Regions from separate parts of the Anas platyrhynchos genome. Here region 1 is linked to region 2. The links are chromatin contacts, called in public Hi-C maps. All regions are on one chromosome and are shown on one strand. The core of a region is the stretch at or near the end of the contact, and the rest is flanking DNA. Distances in the headings are between cores, read along the strand shown. Region 1 overlaps IGFBP5 (insulin like growth factor binding protein 5). Region 2 has its middle 10 kb from the start of IGFBP2.

Region 1 (4,612 bases), core at 865-3,364, 64 kb before region 2:
TTTTTTGTTCATTTTGTTTTTGTTGTTTGATTTCCCAAAACTTGAAAGCCTTTGGCTGCAGAGAAAGGAGCCGTGCTGCCCGGGGACAGGCGGGATGGGAGCGGGCAGAGGGATGGCAGCTCCCCATAGGACGTTTATTTCGGAGAACTCAGCTCCCAGGGGACACAGACCAGCCTGGTGGTGGCCTTAACGATGCAGCCACCACCTTGACACTGGGAGGGGGACAGAGGAGGACTCCCTGTCCTCCCCATACAACGTGGGTCCCAGCTGTGGCCCCACGAGCTCCAAAATCCATCGGGCGGTGACCAAGTGCTGCCCTTCTCAGCGGGCAGGTGGAGGGACCCGCTTTGCCTTTCGGGTGGGGAAACCAGAAGGGGTGGACGCGGCACGGGGACCGAGGCACACAGGGAGGTTGCCGGCCATTTCACGCACCAGCGGCCGCCGGGTGAGAGGAAAAGGCTGGAGCAGGGGTGAGGACAGCCCTTGGACCACATCTCCCAGGGGAGATGTTCAGCAGCTGGGTTACCCCTTGTCTGTACTGCAGTGGCCTTCGAAAACCACTAGTACAAGAGCATTTTGCACTATTTCTCTGCTCCCTCTCTCTCTTCCTCCTTCTCTTTTTCTCCCCTTTCCCCGTGAAAACTTCTTTTTGTTGGTGTTTTTTTTTTTCTTTCTTTTTTTTGTGTTGTTACTGATTTTTTTTTTTTCCCAAACGGAGCATTGTATATTTAACAACCGACAGCTCACCTCGCTTCCAGACCGCTGTCCTGGCCCTGGCGAGGAGCCCTGCGCACCGTGCCCTGTCCCCAGCCCCGCCAGCCGCCCGCCACTGCCACTGGGACAGACGTCACCGCGCACGTCGCCCACCGTCACCCACACTAGTTCACACACACCAGATTCCGAGTTTCCTGCCTGGTCTTTTTTTTTTTTTTTTTTTTTTTTTTTTTAAATCTTTAAGCAATACTCACTACACATTTTACGGTAGCTTTTTATAGCTTTACATACATACGGTAGCTCTGTTGTTTCGTTTCGTTTTGTTTTCGTTGATTTTTTTTTTTTTTCCAGTAAACAAGAAATACTCATAATCTTACTGGTGGGAAAAAAAAAAAAAAAAGCAGTTTGTGAAAAACTGACAATGGAAGAAGAGCTTAATGCTCTGTTTAGCATTTTGTACTTAAAAAAAAAAAAAATCTCACATTTTATTAAAAAGTGAAGATTGCTGTATACTATTTATTCAACTTATAATTTATGTTACTCTTTGATCTTTGTCTTTTCTCATGACAAAGCATTTATTTAATAAAGTTATGCATTCAGTTAGCTCGTGCCTGACCCTCGTGGAGCGTCTGTGTGCCGGCCCTGCCCTCAGCACACTGTGCCCGGGGAGGCTCAGCCAGCCCCGCAGGGTGCTGCGGGAGGACCAGGGCAGGGCTGGTGTGGTGGCAAGGGTTTAGGAGAGCTTTAGACTCCGGAGCAATCTGCTAAGGCAGCAGGAAAATTGCAAGGCTGAGCTTACAGCAGGTTCTGCCAGGTTATTTGGGGGAGAGAGATTGGTGCCAGTGATGCTGAGCTCCCAGCTGCTACCCCAAACAGATCCACAGTTTGGGTCACGATGTTTGAGCCTCAAAAAACCACAGGCAAGGGGAAGTCCTGCCCCAACACCCCAGCGTGCAGGAGCATCCCCAAACCACCCCTGCAGGGCAGCCCAGCCAGGCCGTGGTCCTCAGAGACCTCAGGGTAGCTCTCAGTGCCCCTTCCCACCACCCCTGTCCTTCCCCATGCCAGATCCAGCCTCCCCTCCACCCACACCACCCTTCGTCTTCCCACACCCCCAGCTCCTGCCCTCCATCCACCCCAGCTGCCAGCATCACCCCGTGCACCCCAAGCAAGGCAGGACACAAAACCACCCCCTTCCTCCCCAAATGAGGACTGGAGGTCGCCAGGAGCGTGCCAAACCACGTCCCCCCATCCTCATCTACACCACGCGGGGCTGGCTCTGCCTCCCGCTCACCCCATAGCCCACTGACTGGGGGCCAAAGCAGGCTGTGGGGTCACCCCACAAGGCTGGGCACCCCACAGCGCAGGAGGCGGCCGGCAGCAGGCGGCGCGCTGAGCCTGCCTGCGCTGCTCCTGCAGCCTGAGCTGGGCAGGGAGGCGCTGCTGCTGCAGCTGTCAGGCATGCAAGGCACTGAAAGCGGGCTTTCCACCCCAAAAGCGAGGGTACTACCCCCCCAAGCTCACAGGACAGTGATTCATAGCCCTACCACCACGCTATGGCTACAGGCAGGTGTAGAGAGTAGCTAGAGCTGCACAAACTATCTCATTATGTTGTTTATATTAAATATTATTTGCATTATCCTAGTGTATAAGGTATGCTGTACTAGAAGTGCAGTTTGCCAGTGCACACCAGACCCCACAGGGCTTTCCTTGATACCCAAGTGCTGCTGGCTGGGTCCCTGCACCCTGACCTCCCACCCCATCACCCAAAACACACAAAGCTGGGCAAGAAGAAAGCCCAAAGCCCAGCCCCAAGCTGTGACACCCAGCAGAGGTGTACGTGCACGTGTGTCCTTGAGGACATGTCACAAGGCTGGGGCAATCTAACCAGAAGCTCTTTGCCCCCCTTGCCCTACAGTAGACCCCACTGTAGCCCAGGCATGGCCGGGCTCTGGGCTCCTTTGCCACCCCCAGCCCTCTTTGGGGTGCTTTTCTGGGTGCTCCCCCCGAGCTGTACAGCTAAACATAGGATTTGGGTGCCCAAATCCCTCTGGGGACAAAGCCCGGCCTTCCCTCGGCCATGCAGCCCAGGCCCAGCAGGGGCAAGGCCTACCAGGCCCACCCACAGCACGTTCCTCACAAGGCCCCTGGTTAACCCCAGCCACATGGGGCCTTGCCCTCAATGCTGCGATTTTAACCGAATATAGCATGGTTTGTTGTTATTCTTTGTTTTGTGGTGGTGTGTCCCAAGCGCTGTGCTTCGGCCAGGGGACTTTTCTCCAAGCAGCACTCTGCCCAGCCCAAAAACTCCTCACACAGAGGGCAGAGGAGACCAAAACCATCAAGACCTGGCTGAGCCATGGAGAACAGGTCCATCTGCTGGCTAACCAACAGCATGGTCAGGCACAAGCACCAACTAAAACACTGCAGCAGGGAGGAGCAGAGCTCCCTCACCCTTACAGTCTTCGGCCAAATATCTGCCACGACCCCAAAAAGCAGTGCCCACACCAGGCAGAGGGACCCTTCCTCAGAGCTCTGCGAGCACGAGGCTGGTCGGGGTGCTCCCGCTATCCCCTCCCCACCAAACCAAGTGTGACAAAACCACCCACCCTTTTCCACCAAACCTGGCTACCATCAGGCAGGGAAACGGTCTCCGCACATGTGCTGGCCAGATGCTGACTTGAGAGTACTCAAAGGCATGGTTGCATTTTGCAGAACCACAAAAAAACACCGCATGCAGCATGGCCCAGAAGGGGGGATGGGGGTGACACCAGCTCCTCTCCGCTCGTACAACTGGGACCAGTGAGGATGAAAGCCAAACTCCCAGTGTCACTTGTTGGGCCCGGCATTTTACAACACCCCCAGGGCAAAAGCTAAACAGGCCCAAATTTGTGTGTGATGCAGCAGGCAAGAAAACATGCTCTATTAATAGAGGGGAGTGGGGAAGGGGGGGGGGGGGGGGAAGATGACAGTTTTCTGGCATCCCATTTAATTTATTCCAACTTTATGCAGCTCAGCTTTTCCAAAAGAGAAAAGAAAAACAAAAGAAAACTTCCTGACTCCTAAACAAAACAAAAAGTACAAACTGCAGCTGAGAGCCAGCATGCACAAGGTTTACATGAAAAAGCAGAACACCCTTGGCTGTTAACAGAAAACAGGTAGCATCATTTTTACAGTTACTTGGCTTTGCATGCAGGTGCGTTCCTCCCCTCATACGTTCTTGCTCCCTCTCACACATCTCCATCGCCTTCCCACCACAGCCCCGAGGTCTTTTCCTTTTCTCCTCCACTGATACTTCCAAACTCCCGCAAGGACACAAGGGGTTTAATAGACACAGACCATCCATGCTCTTTCCACTTCAGATGTGAAACATAGGGACAGGAAGGAAGAAAAAAAATAGCAACAAATCCCAGTGCTCCCTTTCCTGCAAAGTTTGGGGCTTTTTGCTTTTCCTTACCCAGCTTCAAGCCCCCAGATGAGGGATATCAGCAGGAGGACTCCACTGTGGTGTTTCTCCAGAAGCTCCAAGGACAGCACAGTGACAGCACCAGCCCCTCAACCCCTCTGTTAGCAATGCCCACCCCCAGCCCTGCCCAAAGTCCTGCAAAAAGCTCTAAGACAATTTGCTTGCTTTTAATGTAAGGAGAAGGATGTTTGCAATTGCTTTGCAAAGGGTAGCCACATTAAAAAGGGGAGGAAAAAAAAAAATAAAATCTCCTTGCTTAGGCGACGGGGAAGTTATTTATTCTCAGCGTCGGTGTGTTCTGTACAGAAAGAAATCAACAGGTGAAGTAATGGCAGAGACACATCGGTCCTCAGAGCGGCATGTCCAGTGCAAAACCTCTCAGAGTGCCTGCAATTGCTTGGCTTTAACCTATACAAACGTGCACGTGGGCAG
Region 2 (4,593 bases), core at 1,643-4,142:
TGCAGCACGTACAGCCCAATTCTGACCCGTTAAAGGAAGCAAATGCATAACAACTGGTGCTCCTCTCCCGCAGCATCTTTTGAGAGTCGAACCACGCTTTAAATCACTTTGCTGATGCACACCAGTAATTTGTCCTGAGAACAAAGAGAGACCGCTCCCCTCCCCCAAAGCCAGAAATATCTGCTTTATCTCAAACTCGAAGGTTGTTGTTGTTGTTTTTGTTTTAATTTGCTAGTTAAATCTGATGAATCCCCACAGCCAGGTATGAGAGTGAGCACTGCACATCTCCAGAAAGCAGAGAACAGAGCTAGGCTCCTGTCCTGCAGCACATGGGACCATATGCCTGCCAGCTGGAGCAGTAACAGGTAACAGTTGCACGTAGGGATGCACTACAGCTATAAAAGAGCAGCAGGAACAGTTTGAGCAATCTTTATGCACACCTTGGGTGGATCTGCTCCTTCTCGCAGCCGGCAGGCTGGGGAAATTGCAGCTTTTCCAGGGAATCTGCTGTCAAGATCCAAGCCTTTGTGCTCCAGAGTGGACCAAAGAAAGGAGGAGATGCTTCATCAGAAAGAAAAATAACACAAAAGCATCCTGCTTGCATCTAACCACACTTGTAAGGGTGGATAATAGCTAAAGTTTGAATATAAGACTGTGCCAGTACAGCAATATAGCAAAGAATAAATGCTGGAGTTACCGGGCAGGAGAAATGACAAGATGCAGCTGGGTAGAGAGCGGAAAAAAAAGAGTTAGAATAAGCAGATCTCATCTGCTGGAAGCCCAAAACAGTCCCAAAGGATGTTTCCCGGCAGTTTGCTGGGTTTGCTGGTGTGGGCCTGATGCGAGCAGCGCCGGAGGGACTGCGGGGATGGGATTGCTCTCTTAGCTCGCTTGCCCTCTGCCGGATGCCAGGGGCTCGGCGAGCCGGGTCCAACATGCAGAGCACCCGGGTTAAAGGCGGCTCCTGCCCCGTGCAACACCAAATTTCTGCAGGGCTGCATGCACTGGTAGCTGGAGGGCGAGGGTGTAGGGAAAAATTGAACGCATGAGGTATAGCAGAGCTAGAAACTGCAATGGATATAGAAAGCTGTGGAGGGTAAGTTAAAAAAAAAAAAAAAAAAAAAAAAAAAAAAAAAAAAAAAAACTTTGTCTTTCCACTTGTAACCCTCTGAATTGCACAGCATCAAAATGAGACAAGATTTTTCTAGTTAAGGTTCTCAAGATTTGGAGATCTATGCCCCTAAAGGAATTAAGGGCTGCTTTCTAATGCCATGTAAGCCAGGAAATGCCAGCAGAGAGGGGCTCAGTGGAAGGGGCACAAAAGTGCCATCTCGGCAAAGCCCAGCCATGGACTCCCTGCTTCCTCCTGCAATGCTCAGCAAGAAGCCAGCCTTCCAGCAGCTTGGGCAGTGTTCACACCAGAATAATCAGGAGGTGCCAGAGAGAATGGGAAGCCCAGCACCAGTATGGGGCCAGTGGAGCTCCCAGTCACGGTGGGTTTTACCGGAGCAGCACTACTAAGGGCAGTGGCTCAATACAGTGTCACAGGGAGAGATGGGCAGCAGCTGTCTGCTCGCTTTTGCCTTCATGAGGGTGTTTGGCCATGCCCAGGTGCCTGTCCCATGCTACACCATGCTCCGGGGACATGCCTCTGCTGGGGGAGTCGAACAGAGGAGCGACAAGGGCACAGCTGATGAGATGGGAAGATAATGCAGCTTTCAAACTCTTCCAGCCACTTAGCCACTGCAGAAACAAGCCCCATCCCAATGGCTTTTTGTGGGCCAGCCCTACCCAGAAAAACACGGACACAAAGGATCTCCTAGGAATAGCTTCTGCATCTCTTAATTTCACGGGACAGGTCAGGGCATGGAGCTGCGCAGAAGCCAGCAAGGATTCCTGTGCACCGACAACAGCAGCAGCCTGCACGAGGGCTCCAACGAGGTTTAAATGGTGGCCTGTGGGAAAACATCAGCTTCTCCAGGCACAGCAAAACCAGCAGTGATGAGAAGCACCTGGAGAGATTTGATAGCAAGATCCACGTGGCACTGTGACACCTGCTCTTTCACCTGCACCCTCCCAGGCAGGTGGAGCTTTTCTCTTTCTCAGGACACCTCGCAGATCCCCCACTGCTGGGAATTCATTGGAGAACCCACCCTGGAGTGGCTGAGAAAGGACATGACTGTGTGGCTTCCTATACCCAACACTGCTGCTTGCAAAATTGCCACAGTTACCCCCTACACCCACTTTTCTCCCTGAAAAGCAAGTAGATGCCCCCCTTCCAGTGTGACAGTAACCTCTCACATGAGGACAAAGGGTGCTATAACACACATTTTGCCAACAGACACAGTAAGTACTGACTCCAAAAAGGGCAAAAGCACAGTGAATGTCATGAAGCACTATGTTAGTCAGGCATGAACACATGCCCTGCGTGAAGTCTGGAGCCCTGCAGCTCAAATACAAGGCTTGCTTCCCATGCTCTGGGTGGGTCCAAGGCACTGCTCCGGTGCTGGACAGACAGCCAGAGCCTGAGCTCCTTGGCAGGTCCTTTGAACCAGAGCAGGTCCAAGCTCTGGGTATCTCAGCCAGTTTTCAAACCCACTCTTAAACAAGCAGTGTGGATGTCACAGCTAGCCTGGGGTTGCTGCAGCCTAGCGTGAGCCCAGGAAGCCTCTCAGGGCTGTGCTGCACACTGGGACAGTAAACCCACCGTCCCTGTGACCGCAGTAAGCTGTCCCCAGAGCAGTACAGCTCTGCTGGTGTAAGTGCACTGGGGACTTCAGTGAGCCCAGCTAGAGCCACTCAGAAATCACATCACCCCCCACCCCTGACCCACATAGCTCTGCGGGTAAAAGTCTGTAGCACTGCTCTGGCCAGAGATATTAGACATAACAAATGTATTTTTAAAACAAGGGGGAGGAACATTTTTCAGGCCTAGGGGGTAGAGGATGTTGGCTTGAACTGCAGGAGAAAGTTCAAGGTCAAATCCTCCTGCATGCAAACCAGCTCCTGCGGCAATGCTTTGCAGCAGTGCCAAGTATCAGCCCCTAGTCTAACATCTTCCACACAAGTATCGCTCTGCTCTGGGCACACAAACGCTTCTAAAGAAATCAGGCTGTAAATCAGCTCTGCTCTTGGCTAATAAAGTCCTCGAGGCAAGGACGGTCTCTAAATATTACCTGAAAGCCAAGCGACAGAAAGCCAGGTGGTGCTGCCTTTCTCACACCATGTGGGTGCCGCTGCCCCGTGCTTCTCAGTCAGGGTCCCCACAAAGACAGGGACTCATAATTCTTATCACCACCTCTCTTCCAAGACTGGGACAGATGGATGGACAAGCAGATCGTGCATCAGGAAAATGGATGACATGTAGAGTATCTCTGGCTTCAACAAGGTCTTCCTCCCCACTGGGAAGGCAACATTAAAGAGCATGGACCATTCTCAAGGGATACCTATCCCAAACCCCTTTCCCCAGCAGAGATTGCCTGAAGCCTTAGTGTTTTTAGCAAGTGTCCTAAAGAACCAAGGGGATACTTTGTCAGCTTGAGCTCCAGTCAGTTGACAAAAACAAGAGCTAAAAACAGACTCTGGTCCTATCTGGGGCCTCACTGCAAACAGATGTAGTTTTACAAGCTGTTTTTCTTGTTTTCTAAGCGTTTTGCTCTCCTCCTTGTTGGAAGAGAGGCAAGTGGTTGACAGTAGGGAAGGGAGCGATGAAGCCCATCCCATTCACGATGTTTGCTTGATCTCACTCATGTCTCCCAGCCTGAGCCACAGCAGGTCCCTGGTACAGCAGATTAATGTCCTTGCGTGCAGCAGATTTATCACTGTCCCCCCGGGCAAGGTGTCCCTTCACTTTTATTACAGCAAACTGTTTTCAGAAGAAATGCTGCATCAGGAAATTAACTATGCCACAGATGCTAAAAAAACGTGGCTTGTGTCACTTAAAGCTCGCAGCGTGGCCATTTTTCTTCCCTGCTCCTTTTCAGTTCCTTGTCACCCTTAAAATACATCGAGAAAGGGACGTGATTAAGGCCCTGCAACTTTGTCCTGAGGTCTTTACCTCAGCCAAATCCTCAGCAGAATATTTGTCACGTGCCTGCCCCGAGGGCCATTTCGGAGTCCACCCAGCCACCTGTGACTGCCAAGTGCTCTCCTTAACCGTGGTCCTGCCCGTGCTCCTCGCCATGCCGGGGTCTTGTGTGCTTCCCAAAGGGTCGGGGAGCGTGGCCAAGCTGTGTGGCAGCCCTATGGCAGGGCTGAGCAGAGCCCCGAGCCGCCGGCTGCGGGGGGAGGCTCCGCGCATCCAGCTGGAAGAGGCCGTCAGGGCCGCGGCCTGCCAGAGTCAACACTCGCCCTGACCTTCAGCTGCGAGCGAGAAAATCCCGTAACGCACGCCTTGCCACGAACAGCTGTGCCTGCGCCGTGGCCAGGTGAAATTACTGTAACGGGCTGCTAATTGGCCTCTCGCTGAAACCGGGCCAGAGGCAGCAGTGCCGGGGAAGATGCAGTGCAGTGGGGGGAGCATGGGTTGTCCTCCCTGGCACATCCTTCATCAGGAGGCCACTTGCGAACCATCTGGGCTTGCAGTGGGTCACC

Evidence for each region. A called contact is a pair of places that touch in the nucleus more often than the background predicts.
Region 1: a contact with region 2 is called in a Hi-C map of liver, with 3 times the contacts expected there. The contact joins two enhancer-like sites. A contact is called at or near these places in 5 of 8 Hi-C or Micro-C datasets (F1 follicle, F5 follicle, liver and 2 more).

The regions. Positions count from the first base shown.
Region 1 is chr7:7,171,458-7,176,069 of IASCAAS_PekinDuck_T2T, reverse strand. IGFBP5 (insulin like growth factor binding protein 5) reads left to right here. Exons shown (of 4, transcript XM_027461440.3): 4 at 1-4,612. It overlaps IGFBP2 (insulin like growth factor binding protein 2), which reads right to left. Exons shown (of 4, transcript XM_027461100.3): 4 at 4,437-4,612. Among named protein-coding and RNA genes, the nearest start is that of IGFBP5, 24 kb to the left of the region's middle. Within about 2 kb of position 2,114, at least 2 of the 8 cell types and tissues checked have an H3K27ac peak or open chromatin away from gene starts, as enhancers often do.
Region 2 is chr7:7,108,375-7,112,967 of IASCAAS_PekinDuck_T2T, reverse strand. No RefSeq gene overlaps it. Among named protein-coding and RNA genes, the nearest start is that of IGFBP2, 10 kb to the left of the region's middle. Within about 2 kb of position 2,892, at least 5 of the 8 cell types and tissues checked have an H3K27ac peak or open chromatin away from gene starts, as enhancers often do.